2 separate regions of the Triticum aestivum genome follow, and region 2 is linked to region 1. The links are chromatin contacts, called in public Hi-C maps. All regions are on one chromosome and are shown on one strand. Each heading gives the region's core, a stretch centred on a gene start, on an enhancer-like site or on the middle of the called end of the contact. The rest is flanking DNA. Distances are from core to core; before and after follow the strand shown.

Region 1 (7,210 bases), core at 3,294-5,793:
GCTGGGGCAGTCGTTGCAACGGGGGCACCTCCTGCTGGAGGACCGTGGCGACGGCGGCATGTACGCTCACCCAATTGCGCCGTTGAGGAATGGTGTGGGCTTGGGGAAGCTGCTGCTCAAGATAGGCAGGGAGGAGGAGGAGCCGGCCATGGCCAAGAGCTCGTCGAGCAGCCAGCACGCTGACAGGACTCCCGGGTTGTTCAGCGCGGTCCCGTTCAGCCAGGAGCCGTCGGCCCGAGTAAGACGAGCGCCACACGAACCAGACAATGCAAGAACGTTTTGCTATGCCCCGACGGTGTCTCCTGCTCCCTTGGCACACTACTTCGGCAAGCTCTGACTGAGGCTTGCACAAACTACAATCAAGGCAGAAACCAGTGGCTTAATTATTGTATATATTTCTCTTTGATTTATGTCATTATCCCTTGATCCATCTTAACTAATGAGTTTGATTCTGGAAACCACCACTTAAATACTCCAAGCAACAACAAGATAATGCAATTCTTACAATTATCCCTCGACACATCTGAGCAACAGAAAGATAATGCAATTCTTACAATTACCATCACTCCAGAAATTCTACTATAGTAGCCCTAAGCAACACAGTAACACCAACCACAGGCACGCGTTCAACAGGTTTGGCATGATTTTGTTGGCCAAACAAATTGGATATTAAGCTGCACATCAATTGAACAAAGGAACTGCTAAGACTATAACACATCAATCCTGAGAGCGTCCATCAGAAATTTCCAGGGTGCAAGCAATGAATAGCTCCAGCCGATACTACTTCCCTTAATCTACTACATGCTTCAAGGAGAAAGGGGACACTTCTGCTTCAGATGTGTGACCTTCTCCAGCCGCTTCATATCACATCTACTCACTCAGGTTGCATCCGCGGATGTAAGGGTGGTCGTACTTTATATACCTTGTCCAGTATGGTCGGTACTTGGTCATTGCCAGCTCCAGCCATGGCTTCATGTTCCCATTGTAGTGAGCGACAGCAGCATTGTCTATCTCTGAGCGGTCGATGCTTGGGTTGTATCCTAGTCCAAGGACATGCCACGATTTATCCAGGGGATGCGTCAGCTTGTAGAACGTCATGAGCCCAGGTGGAAGTGTCCCGAGCTTCCAAAGAACCCTGTCTTCATTCTAACAGAAGAAAACGGTAGGATAATGTGAGATATGATGCATTTGAACAATGATATGAAATCCTACGGTGATGTTACTAATCTCACCATGGTTTGCCACTTGTGGTAGATCCCGGTAATATCTTTGTTCTTCCACTGCTTGAGATCAAAGATGTTCATCCCATAAGCCCAACCACAAGCATTAGGGTCAAAGTTCCGAGCAATGTGTGGATTTGAGAAGTTAAGATACTTGTCAAAACGGTGGAAACTCTCTCCACAGGTAAACACTGCACCATTAACCATTCCGTTTAGATCAACATCCCACAATCCTGTCAAATCTTTCTGCACAACTATGTCATCATCGAGGAAAAGTATCTTATCCAACTTTGGATAGATCTCCGGGAGATAAAATCTCAAGTGGTTCAGCATGGAAAGGTACTTGGGGTTACGGTACTTTAGGTTTGAAGAACCTGCTGAAAGAGTGGTGGGACGATCAGCCTTGAAATAAAACTCTTTCATGGCAGCAGACTCCAGTTGACGTAAAACAGGACAGTACGATGAGTTCAACCACTTAAACTCATCCACATTCTCAACATGGATAGTGGCCTTGCCAGGTGGGTTCAGCAAAAACCACATGTTCATGGCTCCAAAGTTCAACTTATCAGTCACAAGATGGAAAACATGTTTCTCAGGCTCCTGAAAAAGTCATATCGACCATTATCGTTAGAAACAGCTATCATACAAGAGTGCATTGATAGGAGAATCTTGAAAATTACCTTGGCATTCATGATGGTTGAGTTTACAACAACAGAGGCAGCCAAGACATTGTCCGAGAAAAGTGCATAGTGGTAGAGCTCTGGATTTTCCAAGTTTTCACTCCTCGGGAACTTCCGTTTCTCCACAGGAAGGAGATAGTAATCTATTGTTAAGCGCATAGACAAGCAGTGAATGCTGTTTGGAATCGTCTTTGCAGCCAACTGGCTGAGAAATGTGCTCTGCTTCTTCAAGCTCCTGACCTGTTCATCTGCTGACTGAAGCATTGCCCTTAGTCTCTGACTTATCACCTTGCAATCATACAATTCTTCTCTGGCCTTGGTTAAAACTTGACCCATCGCTCTCATTCTATCAGGTGCACTGTAAAGTAGCATATTTGTGAAAAGAGAGGAACAAGGTAACTGAGTAAGAAATAAGCAATAATACTTTCGACACAGCACACCTGCGATGAAGGTCAGCATCTGCAGTAGCCTCTCCTACGGCCCGATGGCTTTCCTTGATTCGGCTCTGCAGTTCTTGATAAAGACCATGCTTGTTCTTTGATTTTGCAAGCACAGAGTAAACACGAGCCATAATAATTTGGTCCCTCATCAACCTGACTGTTGAATCTGAGTTCTCATTCTCATTCTCTTTTCTCCATATGCTGTATTTCCCAAGGACAGCAGAATCTACAACCTTCGATCGCTCAATAGCCGCATTCTCCAGCTTAACAAGCGCTTCATCATCTTTCCATACCAAATCCATTGCCCTCTTTTCCCGCCTTATCTCCCGTAGTTTCTGTATCAACCAAATAGTACCAAGACGTCATATGAAAGATTTATATCAAGTTATCAACAGAGACAAGAATGTATTAACATAGTATATACCAGTTACTTACCCTTCGAGCTATTTTTGCTGCTGTATCAACTTGATGTCCATCTGCATGGACAATAACTTTATTATCTACTACCTAGTCAAATTATGTAAATGAATAACTTGGAGAAGAAAAAACAATTATATCTATACCTGAACCATCCTTGGGTGCTTTATATATTAGAGGTACATGTTCTGCAGAACTGTTTTGAGTTTTTGCCTTGTCGTCAACAACCAAATTAGTATTCATCTTGTGATCAACTAGATCATCAGTTTTCCAAGAAGGAGAGGGATGATCCCTAAAGAAGTCAAGATTCAGAGTGCCTGTTTCTTGTTGACTAGCAGCTATAGCATCGATTACCTGAAGATCAATAAATTGGATGACTATAAGTACAGAGGAATTGAAGAAACTTAAGGTTTCATATGTTGAACAGCATAACAGTTCGAACAAGATAGTCTAAACTAAGTACAGCCTCATAAAACAGAAATATAGAATTGAAAGATGGGCATGTACACTACTAACTGCAAGATGTTCTGACCTCCTTAGACAAAACAGATTTCAGATTGTTTGTTGCCAGTTGCTCTTGCCAATCTGTTTCCTGCAAGACAGGCTTCAATGTGAGACGAATCGTAGAAAGTAAGGCTGGTAAAATAAATTTGACTCCCTTTTAGAATGGGTAAATACCTGGTTACCATCAGCACCCTTGGGATCTGCAAATGAACAAAATATGCCATCACTTATTTATCTTGAGTTAATAAAATGTTGCTATCAAACATTACAACAAAACATTGTTCACAAATACTAACAGCTAACAACAAAAAAGGCAAGTAAGGTTTTAGCCGATGATAAAGCAAAAGACAACTCGTCATGCTTAAGACGATTTCATCCCATCATGGTTCAGTTTGCACGGATAAGTATAGGTTTGATTTGTTATCACTACTACTATGCCATGGGTATGCAGTATGGCTTCTCCTAACAGCAGCCATACATCCAACCTACGATTGACATAAAACCTGGCACCAAGTGAGGAAAACAGGAGAAGGATATCCAGATCTCTTGAATCAGAAGGTCCACTGCCTCTCACAGGTTCGTGATCATTCGCAGTTCCGTCTATTACCTTTTGGTTTTACAACCGAGCAACACGTTGCAGCTACGATTCCCATCCAACCCTAGCAGTGCCCAGAGGCTGAGGCCAAACCACATGAATTGCTGAATAACAATCCTGAACCACACAAATCAAATCTACACGGCGGACTCCACTCTCGCGGTACCCTCGCCAAATCAAACCCGCAGAAGCGCATCAAACTCGCAGCCCAAGCGAATCCGAGCGCGGATAGACCAACCTAGGTGCAGCGGGAGCCGAAATTAAGAATCGATGGCGCCTCGTACGAAATCCATGGCATAGGAAGCGGGGTTTCTCTAACAAAAGTGTCCTAGGGAGTGAGGCGGGGGCGAACCGGACGCGACGTGGACGTGGCCGCCGCTGCGCACGACGAAGAAGATCGACGGCGCGAGGACGAAGAGGAAGACGAGGACCACCACCGGCGGCAGCGCGCCGGAGCCGCGCCTCGCTCCGCCGCCGCCGCCAGCGCCCGCGGAGGAGTACGGGAGCCGCTTCGGGGACGCCATCTCCGGCCACGCGTCGTGGGCGGAGGGGGAGGGCCCTGGTCCGATCCGGTCGGAGTGCGGCGGCCTGGCGGCGAGGGGCTCGCCGTGCGCGCGCCCCCTTTCCCCCCTTCTCTCGCCCTCGCCTGCGGGGGAGTGTGGGGAGTGGCGTGGGGTAGCCACGAATGGTAAGGGAGGAATTCAGGAAAGATCGCGTATCGCTTTGGTTTGGTCTTGGGTACTGCGGTATCTGGGCCCACGCGATCGAAGCCCATATCGGACGTGTGGGCCGGTTGGTTGGTGCCTTACTGATGGGCTTACACAATCGAAGCCCACGACGGACGTGTGGGCCGGTCGGTGCCTTATTGATGGGTCTACGACGGATGTGTGGGCCTGTTGGCGCCTTAAATTCTTAGATTTTATTCACGAGTGTGGGTGCAAATGAGGTCAACTAGGTGCTGGATATTTATTGTCAAGCGACGGGGCAACGAATCAACTATGGAAAATCTTGAGGACGGGGCGTCGACCCGTTGGTTGTGCTGCTGGAGTTACAGCCAGCCCGCCCGGGTTCGAGCCTCGGCTCTGACTCGCAACGCTCGCGGAGTTTCTCTTATAAAAAAGCCAACAAGGCTTGGCCCTTGGGTTGGTCTCATTTTTTACTATGGCAAATCTTTCATCTTCTTCAACAAAGGGATTCCAGAAAATATTCGAGCTGAAATCAAAGGTTTGATCCAAGTACCCAACGAAACACTGAATGAGAAATATTTGGGAATGTCATCGGATGTGGGATCACCAAAAAGTGGTGCTTTCAAGTTTTTGAAGATCATTTATGGAGCAAAATTCAAGGCTGGATTAAAAAACTTATCCACTATGGGGAAAAAGTCTCGGTTAAATCTGTGGCGCAAGTGGTGCCAGTCTTTTCCATGTCCTGCTTCAGGCTTCCTAGGGGTCTGCGTGAGTACTTAAACATGTCGATAAGGAAATTCGGGTAGGACCGTAAAGATGGCCATCGAAAGTCAATCTGGGTCTTGTGGAAGGATATGACACAACCCAAAGCGATGGGTGGTTTGGGATTCAAGGATTTCGAATTGTTTAATTTCGCAATGCTTGCTAAGCAAGGCTGGCAAATCCTCCAACAACCTGAGTCCCTCGGTGCTCACATTCTTAAAAGTGTCTACTTCCCAACGTCGCCTATATTGCATGCAAACATCACTATGATACGTCTTCAATGTATCTATAATTTTTGATTGTTCTATGATATTATATTATCCATCTTGGATGCTTTATATGCATGCATATGCTATTTTATATGATTTTTAGGACTAACCTATTAACCTAGAGCCCAGTGTCAGTTTTTGTTTTTTTCCTTGTTTTTGAGTTTCGCAGAAAAGGAATATCAAATGGAGTCCAATTGAGCTGAAAATCTACGGTGATTTTTTATGGACCAGAAGAAGCCCCCGAAGCAACAGAGTTGGGCCAGAAGAGCCACGAGGCCTCCACAAGGGTGGAGGGCGTGCCCTCCGTCCTTGTGGTTGACTCGTGGACCCCCCCTGACTTGTTCTCGGCGTCAAAAATTCCTATAAATATAGAAACCCCTAGAAATAAATCTAGATCGGTAGTCCCGCCGCCGCAAGCCTCTGTAGCCACCAAAAAACAATTGAGACCCTCTTCCGGCACCTTGCCAGTGAGGGAAAGCATCACCGGTGGCCATCTTCATCATCCCGGCGCTCTCCATGATGAGGAGGGAGTAGTTCACCCTCGGGGCTAAGGGTATGTACCAGTAGCTATGTGTTTGATCTCTCTCTCTCTCTCTCTCTCTCGTGTTCTTGATTTGGCACGATCTTGATGTACCACGAGCTTTGCTATTATAGTTGGATCTTATGATGTTTCTCCCCCTCTACCTTCTTGTAATGGATTGAGTTTTCCCTTTAAAGTTATCTTATCGGATTGAGTCTTTAAGGATTTGAGAACACTTGATGTATGTCTTGCATGTGCTTATCTGTGGTGCCAATGGGATATTCACGTGATCTACTTGATGTATGTTTTGGTGATCAACTTGCGGGTCATGTGACCTTGTGAACTTATGCATAGGGGTTGGCACACGTTTTCGTCTTGACTCTCCGGTAAAAAGTTCGGGGCACTCTTTGAAGTTCTTTGTGTTGGTTTGAATATATGAATCTGAGATTGTGTGATGCATATCATAGAATCAAACCCGCGGATACTTGTGGTGACATTGGAGTATCTAGGTGACATTAGGGTTTTGGTTGATGTGTGTATTAAGGTGTTATTGTAGTACGAACTCTAGGGTTGTTTGTGACACTTATAGGAATAGCCCAATAGATCGATCAGAAAGAATAAGTTGAGGTGGTTTCGTACCCTACAATAATCTCTTCGCTAACTCTCCGCTATTAGTGACTTTGGAGTGACTCTTTGTTGCATGTTGAGGGATTGTTATATGATCCAATTATGTTATCATTGTTTAGAGAAGTTTCACTAGTGAAAGTATGAACCCTAGGCCTTGTTTCGAAGCATTGCAATACCGTTTACACTCACTTTTGTTACTAGTTACCTTGCTGTTTTTATATTTTTAAATTACAAAAACCTTTATCTACCATCCATATTGCACTTGTATCACCATCTCTTCGCCAAACTAGTGCACATATACAATATACCATTGTATTGGGTGTGTCGGGGACACAAGAGACTCTTTGTTATTTGCTTGCGGGTTGTTTGAGAGAGACCATCTTCATCCTATGCCTCCAACGGATTGATAAACCTTGGTTCATCCACTTGAGGAAAATTTGCTACTGTTCTACAAACCTCTACACTTGGAGGCCCAACAACGTCTACAAGA
Region 2 (7,210 bases), core at 1,950-4,449, 250 kb after region 1:
CATGCAACCCAAGCGGGTTTCCTTCTCCCTCTCTTGCTTCACCACCAGAACTAGCGTATGATGGTTGAAACACTTCCACATAAGGGTGCCTGAAGCATGACATCGAAAAAACAGGGATAGCCTGAGCTACCGACTTTATTAGAATCTCCTTTCCGGCAGCAGACAAAAGTTTGTCCATCCAGCCTTTCACCTTCTCCCATACTCTATCCCTTAGGTACTTGAAAGTCCCATTTTTTGAATGACCAACCTCAGTCGGCATCTCGAGATATCGATCACTGAGCGATTCATTCTGCACTAGTAATCTGGTTTTCACCCCTTCTCTCACAACCTGTGGACACCCTCTGATGAAGAAAATAGACGATTTTGCGTTGTTAATTTTCTGCCCCGATGCCCTACAGTACTCGTCCAGTAGGTTTGAAACCTCTTCTGCACCCTCCACACTAGCCTTGAAAAGCAACAGGCTGTCATCAGCGAATAAGAGGTGATTCACCGGCGGAGCCGAGGAAGCCACCTTATAACCTTCCAACAATGATGACCGAGAACTGGATTTCAGGAGGCATGAAAGGCCCTCTGCTGCAATCAAGAAAAGGTAAGGGGAGATAGGATCTCCCTGCCAGATCCCTCTAGATGGATTAAAATTTTCAAGCTTCTCACCATTAAAGAGCACTGAAAAAGAAACCGATGAGACCATAGCCATAACTGTATCAATCCATGCCTGGGCAAAACCCAACTTGCTCATGATGGCCCTAAGATAGTCCCACTCCAACCTGTCATAGGCTTTCATCATATCCAACTTAAGTGCACAGAAACTATTGTTCTTTGACTTGTTTCGCTTCATGAAATTTAGACATTCATAGGCACAGATAATATTATTCGTTATCAACCTTCCGGGGACAAAAGTTGATTGCTCCCTAGAGATAATGTCTGGAAGTATTTGTTTTAGTCTGTTTGCTATCACCTTCGAAGCTATCTTGTAGAGGACATTGCATAAGCTGATAGGCCTGAACTGTGAAAGTAAAGTAGGGTTAGTAACCTTTGGTATGAGGACAAGGACAGTGTCGTTTATGCATTCTGGACTCTCCTCCCCCCTTACAATCCTGAGCACAATGTTGGTCACATCATCCCCGCACACTTCCCAGTGCCGCTGATAAAACTGGGCCGGGAACCCATCCGGCCCTGGCGCTTTAGTGGGAAACATTTGAAACAAAGCGTTTTGACCTCCTCCTTGGAGTAGGGATCACATAACACTTCGTTCATGGCGGCTGTAACTTTACACGGAACATGAAAGGACCTCGTATAGGCCCTGTACACCCTCAGATGTATATAGATCTTGGTAGAAGGCATTTATCATATCCCTTAGCTCTTTCTGATTATCCACCATCACACCTAATGAGTTTTCAAGAGCTTTAATCATATTTTTCTTCCTGCGTAGACTAGCCCATAGGTGAATTTTTTTTGTGTTTTATCTCTAGATGACAACCATTCCATGCATGCACGCTGCCTCCACATAAGTTCCTCACGATGGTAGAGCTCGGCCAACCTCTCGTTAATCTTCAACTCAACATGCGATGGGCCTGTGCGTAGCGGGTCGCCTCTCAACTCCTCTATCCTCTTCTTGAGACCTTTGATCTCTCGGCGAACGCTTCCGAAAGCCTGTTTACTCCAGTTAGTCAGACCTCTAGAGACTCCTGCAAGTTTATCCCGCAGCTCCGGCACACTTCCGCACGGCCCAACAGCAAACCATTCATCGTTCACAACATCTCCAAAGCCTTCATGCCTCTCCCACATAGACTCATACCGGAAGGACCGGTTTTTTGCACCCTCTTGAGCTCGCCCCATATTAAGAAAAATCGGGTTGTGGTCCGATGTGGCCGCATCATGGTGTTCAAGCGACGCTAGAGGAAAGTGTGTCATCCATTGCGGGTTAGCTAGTGCCCTGTCAAGCCTGCATCTGGTATAAGAGCCACCTTTCACTTTCTTCTCAAAGGTCCAAGACCTGCCCTTGTAGCCGATGTCCATCAACATGCAAACATATGTCGCCTCTCTAAGGCCTGAATTTGTGCGTTGCTCCGCTGACCTATCCCCACATGTTCATTCGGACGTAAAACTTCGTTGAAATCGCCAATACACAACCAAGGAAGGGAGCTCAAAGTGCTAATATTCTTCAAAACCGTCCAAGTTTGGTGTCTTAGATGGGTTTGGGCCTCTCCATAAACACATGTCAGGCGCCATAATTCTTGCCCATGCTCCTCCACAGAAACATCAAAATGATAACAAGAGTAACCCAAGATTTCAACATTTATTTCATCATTCCAAAAAAGCCCTATTCCACCACTTCTACCTTGACTATCAACTGCATAAGCTTTATCAAAACCTAAAGTACCAGCTAAAGATTCGACCCTCGCTCCATCTATTTGTGTCTCAACAATACACAGGAGGGAAGGGGCAAAATTCTTCGCGAGAGTGCGAAGTTCACTGACCGTCGCGGCGTTGCCCGCCCCGCGACAGTTCCGGCATAGTACACTCAGGCCTCGTTTGGTTACAAGGGGAGCAAACCCAGGGCAGCAAACCCCAGATGGGGAGATTTCCCTGGATAGGTGGGATCCCCTCTCTCACCACCGGGGATATTTCTGTTGCCATTTGGTAACAAAGTGCCTCTGCAATCAACAGATCTAAAGATGGGGACTGGGAAGTGTGGTCGTACTTTCTCCCCAAGGGGCTATGGTTAGGATGGAAAGGAGAGAAAGGAGGCTGCGAGGAGAGGTACCAGGTGCGGGCTTGGTTGCTCGAGCCATGGAGACGAGGTGGCCATGAAAATTTGTTGTATAGGTGATAGCTGGAGGGAGATGGAGACGTCAGGGCGCCGTCGGAGGGAGGTAGAGCCACGGGGGGAGAAGACGAGAAGTAGTCCCGAGACGGAGAGATCGAGTTTTATACGGGGAGAATTATTCCGATGTCGGGAGGTGGGGGTGAGCGGCCCGGGGATTTCGACGGGATTGGGCCAAAAAATCCTCTTCCCCGCTGTCGCCAAATGCGTCGCCGCAAAAACCGGGGCGACGGTTACGCGTGGGAATCACGTCCGGGGAAACGACGAGGATCCCAGGAGGATCCATGGCTACCAAACGAGCCCTCATTGGGCTGGGCGGCACCCCTCGAAGGAGCCCGCCAATTTTTTTTATTTCACTTTTGGACATGTAACCCCAACCAAATACCCGTGCATTGCTTACCAGGCTTACACGGAGCAAGAAGCCCAAAGCCCCAAGCCCGCAAGCCCATATTCCCGAAGCTACACCTGCCGTCCCTAGGGTTTCGCTTCGCTAATATTTCACCCAAGCGCCGCCATTCTCCCCCTTCCCCCTTTCCTCACCGCCGCCCACGCCGCAGGAGAAGAAGCAGACGCGCGGAGGAGAGCTTCCAGGCGGCGACCATGGTAACGCCCTCATCTCCCACCACCGAAATCCCCTGATGGCTACCTTGCTCTCTCCTTCCTGAGACCCACCGCAGCTGTTGCGCGATGCCTCAGATTAGCTTTGTTCGTTCGTACTTTGTCGGGGGCTGTGATTACAAAAGAGTGGCCCGAGCGGATTGATTCTGGGAAACCCTAGCGGAACGGTAGATCTCGCCGCGTGCCCCCATTACAGCAGCGCGACGAGCAGCTCTTGGCGGTTGGGGATGGAGGTGGAACACGAGGTGCCGCCTGACGACCGGCTGTTCGGTTCTTGTGTTGTGTGTGTGTGTGTGTCTGTTTCAGACAGAGGGAGAGAGAGGGAGATGTTTGGATTGAACGGTCGCGTGGGGCTTGGCATCTGGTGTTCCACATTCAAAACCCCGTGCTCGTGCTGCTCGTTGTGCTGCTGGTGCGTTGGCAGGGGTTGGCGCGCGCTTGGATCGCCGTCTCCGTTGGGTTTCCTGCCGCGGTGAAGGTTTCTTAAAATACACTTGATATGAGCCTCCAAGAAGGTCTTTTACATTTTTTTATTTAGTATAAATTGTTGAATTGGGATTCTTCCTTCACATTTGGTACTCGCATATGAGCCTCCAAGAAGGTCTTTTACATTTTTTTATTTAGTATAAATTGTTGAATTGGGATTCTTCCTTCACATTTGGTACTCGCATAGGTTTTGATTGGTTTGTTTTGGACTCATAAGGAGCATGAGAGTGCAGTGTGACCTGCTTGGTAAGATGCCAAAGATCAAATCTTGCTGCTGTGGAGTACTTTTAAAATAGGCTACGCAATTGCTGCATTTAAAATAGGCTACAGAATATTTTTATAATCGCAAAAGTAAACATATTGTTGAAATGTGATCAATCTGGATGCTGGCTCCCTCCCTGGAGTCTCGACTGGCATAATCGTTCTGAGTTAACTCGGCGTGTTCTGTTTGGAAGCATGTAATGTTACTTTCCTTTACAGCAGGTTACCTTTCTAGTTTTCACTGTTCAAGCATCTTCGGTTTGACTTTTTTTCATGACTATGTAGCTCGCGCCATGCCTACCTTAGCTTTGTTCATTCATACTTGGTCTGGGGCTGTGATTACAAAAGAGTGGCTAGAGCGGCTTGATTCTGGTAAACCCTAGCGGAACGGCAGATCTCGCTGTGTGCCCCCATTACAGCAGCGCGACGAGCAGCTCTTAGCCGGTTGGGGATGGAAGTGGAACATGGGGTGCCGCCTGATGACCGGCTGTTCGGTTCTTGTGTTGTGTGTGCGTGCGTGTATCTGTTTCAGACAGAGGGAGAGAGAGGGAGATGTCTGGACTGAACGGTCGCGTGGGGCTTGGCAGCTGGTGTTCCATATCCAAAACCCCGTGCTTGTCCTGCTCGTCGTGCAGCAACTGCTTTAGCAGGGGTTGGCGCGCGCTTGGATCGCCGTCTCTGTTGGGTTTCCTGCCGCGGTGAAGGTTTCTTAACATACACTTGATATGAGCCTCCAAGGTCTTTTACCTTTTTTATTCAGTATAAACAGCTGAATTGGGATTCTTCCATCACATATGGTACTCACATAGGTTTTGATTGGTTTGTTTTGGACTCATAAGGAGCATGAGTGTGGTTTAACCTGCTCGGTGAGATGCCAATAATCAAATCTTGCTGCTGTGTAGAGTACTTTTAGAATACGCTACACAATTGCTGCACTGAAAACTCATTTCTGCAATCACAAAATTTGAACCTATAGTTTGAATGTCATCAACCTAGATGCTGGCTCCCTCACTGGAGCCTGGACTGGCATAATCGTTGTGAGTTAACGCTGCATGTTCTGTAATGTTACTCTTCTTTTTGCCCAGCAGGCTACCTTTCTTGTTCACTATTCAAGCATCATCAACTTGTGTTTTTTTTCATTATGTGCGTGCTATGTAGCTCACGCGATGTCTAGCTTGGCTTTGTTCATTTGTACTTGGTCGGGGGCTGTGATTACAAAAGAGTGGCTTGAGCGGCTTGATTCTGGGAAGCCCTAACAGACCGGCAGATCTCGCGGTTGCCCCCATTACAGCACTGCGACGAGCAGCTCTTGCCGTTTGGGGATGGAAGTGGAACACGAGGTGCCGCCTGACGAGGGGCTGTTCGGTTCTTGTGCTGTGATGTGTGTGTGTGTATCTGTTTCAGTGATAGAGAGAGAGAGAAAGAGAGATCTGAATTGAACGGTCGCGTTGGGCCTGGCATCTTGTGTTCCACATTCAAAACCCTGCCCCTGTGTTGCTCGTCGTGCTGCAGCTGCTTTGGCAAGGTTGGCACGTGCTTGGATTGCCATCTCCGTTGGGCTTCCTGCTGCGGTGAAGGTTTTCTTACACTTGATATGAGCCTCCAATAAGATCTTTTACCCTTTTTTATCCAAAAGAGAAGTTGCACTTGGAATTCTTTCAACACATTTTGTGCTGGCATAGGTTTTGATTAGTTTGTTTTGGACTCATAGGAGCATGAGTGCAATTTAATCTGCTTGGTGGTCTGCCAAAGTTCAAATCTCGCTGCTGTGTGGAGTACTTTTAGAATAGGCTACACAATTGCTGCATCGAAAACTCCATTTTTATAATTGCAAAATTTGAACCTGTTGTTGAAATGTTATAAGCCTAGAGTCTGGGCTGTCATAATCTTTGTGAGTTAACTCAATGTCTTCTGTTTTGAAGTTTGTAATGTTACTCTCCTTTTTGGCCAGCATGGTGCCTTTCTAGTTCACTATATTGTTTTAAGCCTCTTTGACTTAGTTATCTCATTATGTGTATGACTGGAAGTTGAAAATTCTGCTCTCTATTTTCAAACCCTCTTTGATTCACCTGGAATTATCCTCACCCCTGCGGGAATATAAACTTTTCACACTTGCATTCCTAGAAAGTTACTGTAAATTTCCTTCGAAACAAAGATATTCTTACTTCTTGGCGTATTAAACCAGCAAACATGTTCGTATGATTTCAGCAATGAAGTTCTATTTGCTTATCTGACGTGGTAAAATTCCTGGCTGTTTATTCCAAAACCATTTGTAGGTGAACGTTCCAAAGACCAAGAAGACCTACTGCAAGAACAAGGAGTGCAAGAAGCACACCCTCCACAAGGTTACGCAGTACAAGAAAGGCAAGGACAGTCTTTCTGCTCAGGGAAAGCGCCGTTACGACCGCAAGCAGTCAGGATATGGTGGCCAGACAAAGCCTGTTTTCCACAAGAAGGTATGGCACTGATTTCCGTGGCGGGTGCATCTTCTTTGCTGTATAACTCTAGCAATCTGTTGCTTCTTTGCATCTGGATGTTCATTATTCTGTTTGTTTCAGGCCAAGACAACAAAGAAGATTGTGCTGAAGCTGCAGTGCCAGAGCTGCAAGCATTACTCGCAACGCGCTATCAAGGTCCACACATCTCACTTAATCTGCCATCCAATCTCCTTGCAATACATTATTATGTTATATTCAAGTGTCTGACTCTATGATTGCATCGTTGCTACAGAGGTGCAAGCACTTTGAGATCGGTGGAGACAAGAAGGGCAAGGGGACCTCTCTCTTCTAAGCTGATGATATCCCTGTTTTGTTCAGTGTTGTGCCAGAACTTCCCACTCGAACAATGTATTAGTATCATATTGGTATTCTGGGTATAACTGTATGGGCTATGGAGCATATGTTTTGCCTTTCCTGTCAACGACTCTCTTCAGATCCTTGAGACAAGTAAAAATGTTCTTTCTGCTTTTGAGTTCGTTATGTTTGTTACTGGTCCCATTAGGACTGTATATGTTTCTGG

What was found. A called contact is a pair of places that touch in the nucleus more often than the background predicts.
Region 2: a Hi-C map of leaf shows a contact between it and region 1, with 3 times the contacts expected there. The contact joins the promoter of LOC123104543 here to the promoter of LOC123104540 in region 1. A contact is called at or near these places in 2 of 5 Hi-C or Micro-C datasets (both in leaf) and 1 of 1 datasets of contacts at active chromatin or transcription factors (leaf).

What each region holds. Positions count from the first base shown.
Region 1 is chr5A:533,692,506-533,699,715 of IWGSC CS RefSeq v2.1, forward strand. LOC123104540 (polygalacturonate 4-alpha-galacturonosyltransferase) reads right to left here and starts at 4,544. Exons shown (of 9, transcript XM_044526408.1): 1 at 4,209-4,544; 2 at 3,436-3,461; 3 at 3,290-3,349; 4 at 2,904-3,111; 5 at 2,776-2,816; 6 at 2,341-2,675; 7 at 1,901-2,258; 8 at 1,233-1,820; 9 at 445-1,146. The coding sequence starts at 4,380. The coding sequence ends at 871.
Region 2 is chr5A:533,945,751-533,952,960 of IWGSC CS RefSeq v2.1, forward strand. It overlaps LOC123104543 (60S ribosomal protein L36a), which reads left to right and starts at 3,200. Exons shown (of 4, transcript XM_044526412.1): 1 at 3,200-3,430; 2 at 6,469-6,648; 3 at 6,751-6,825; 4 at 6,923-7,162. The coding sequence starts at 3,428. The coding sequence ends at 6,982.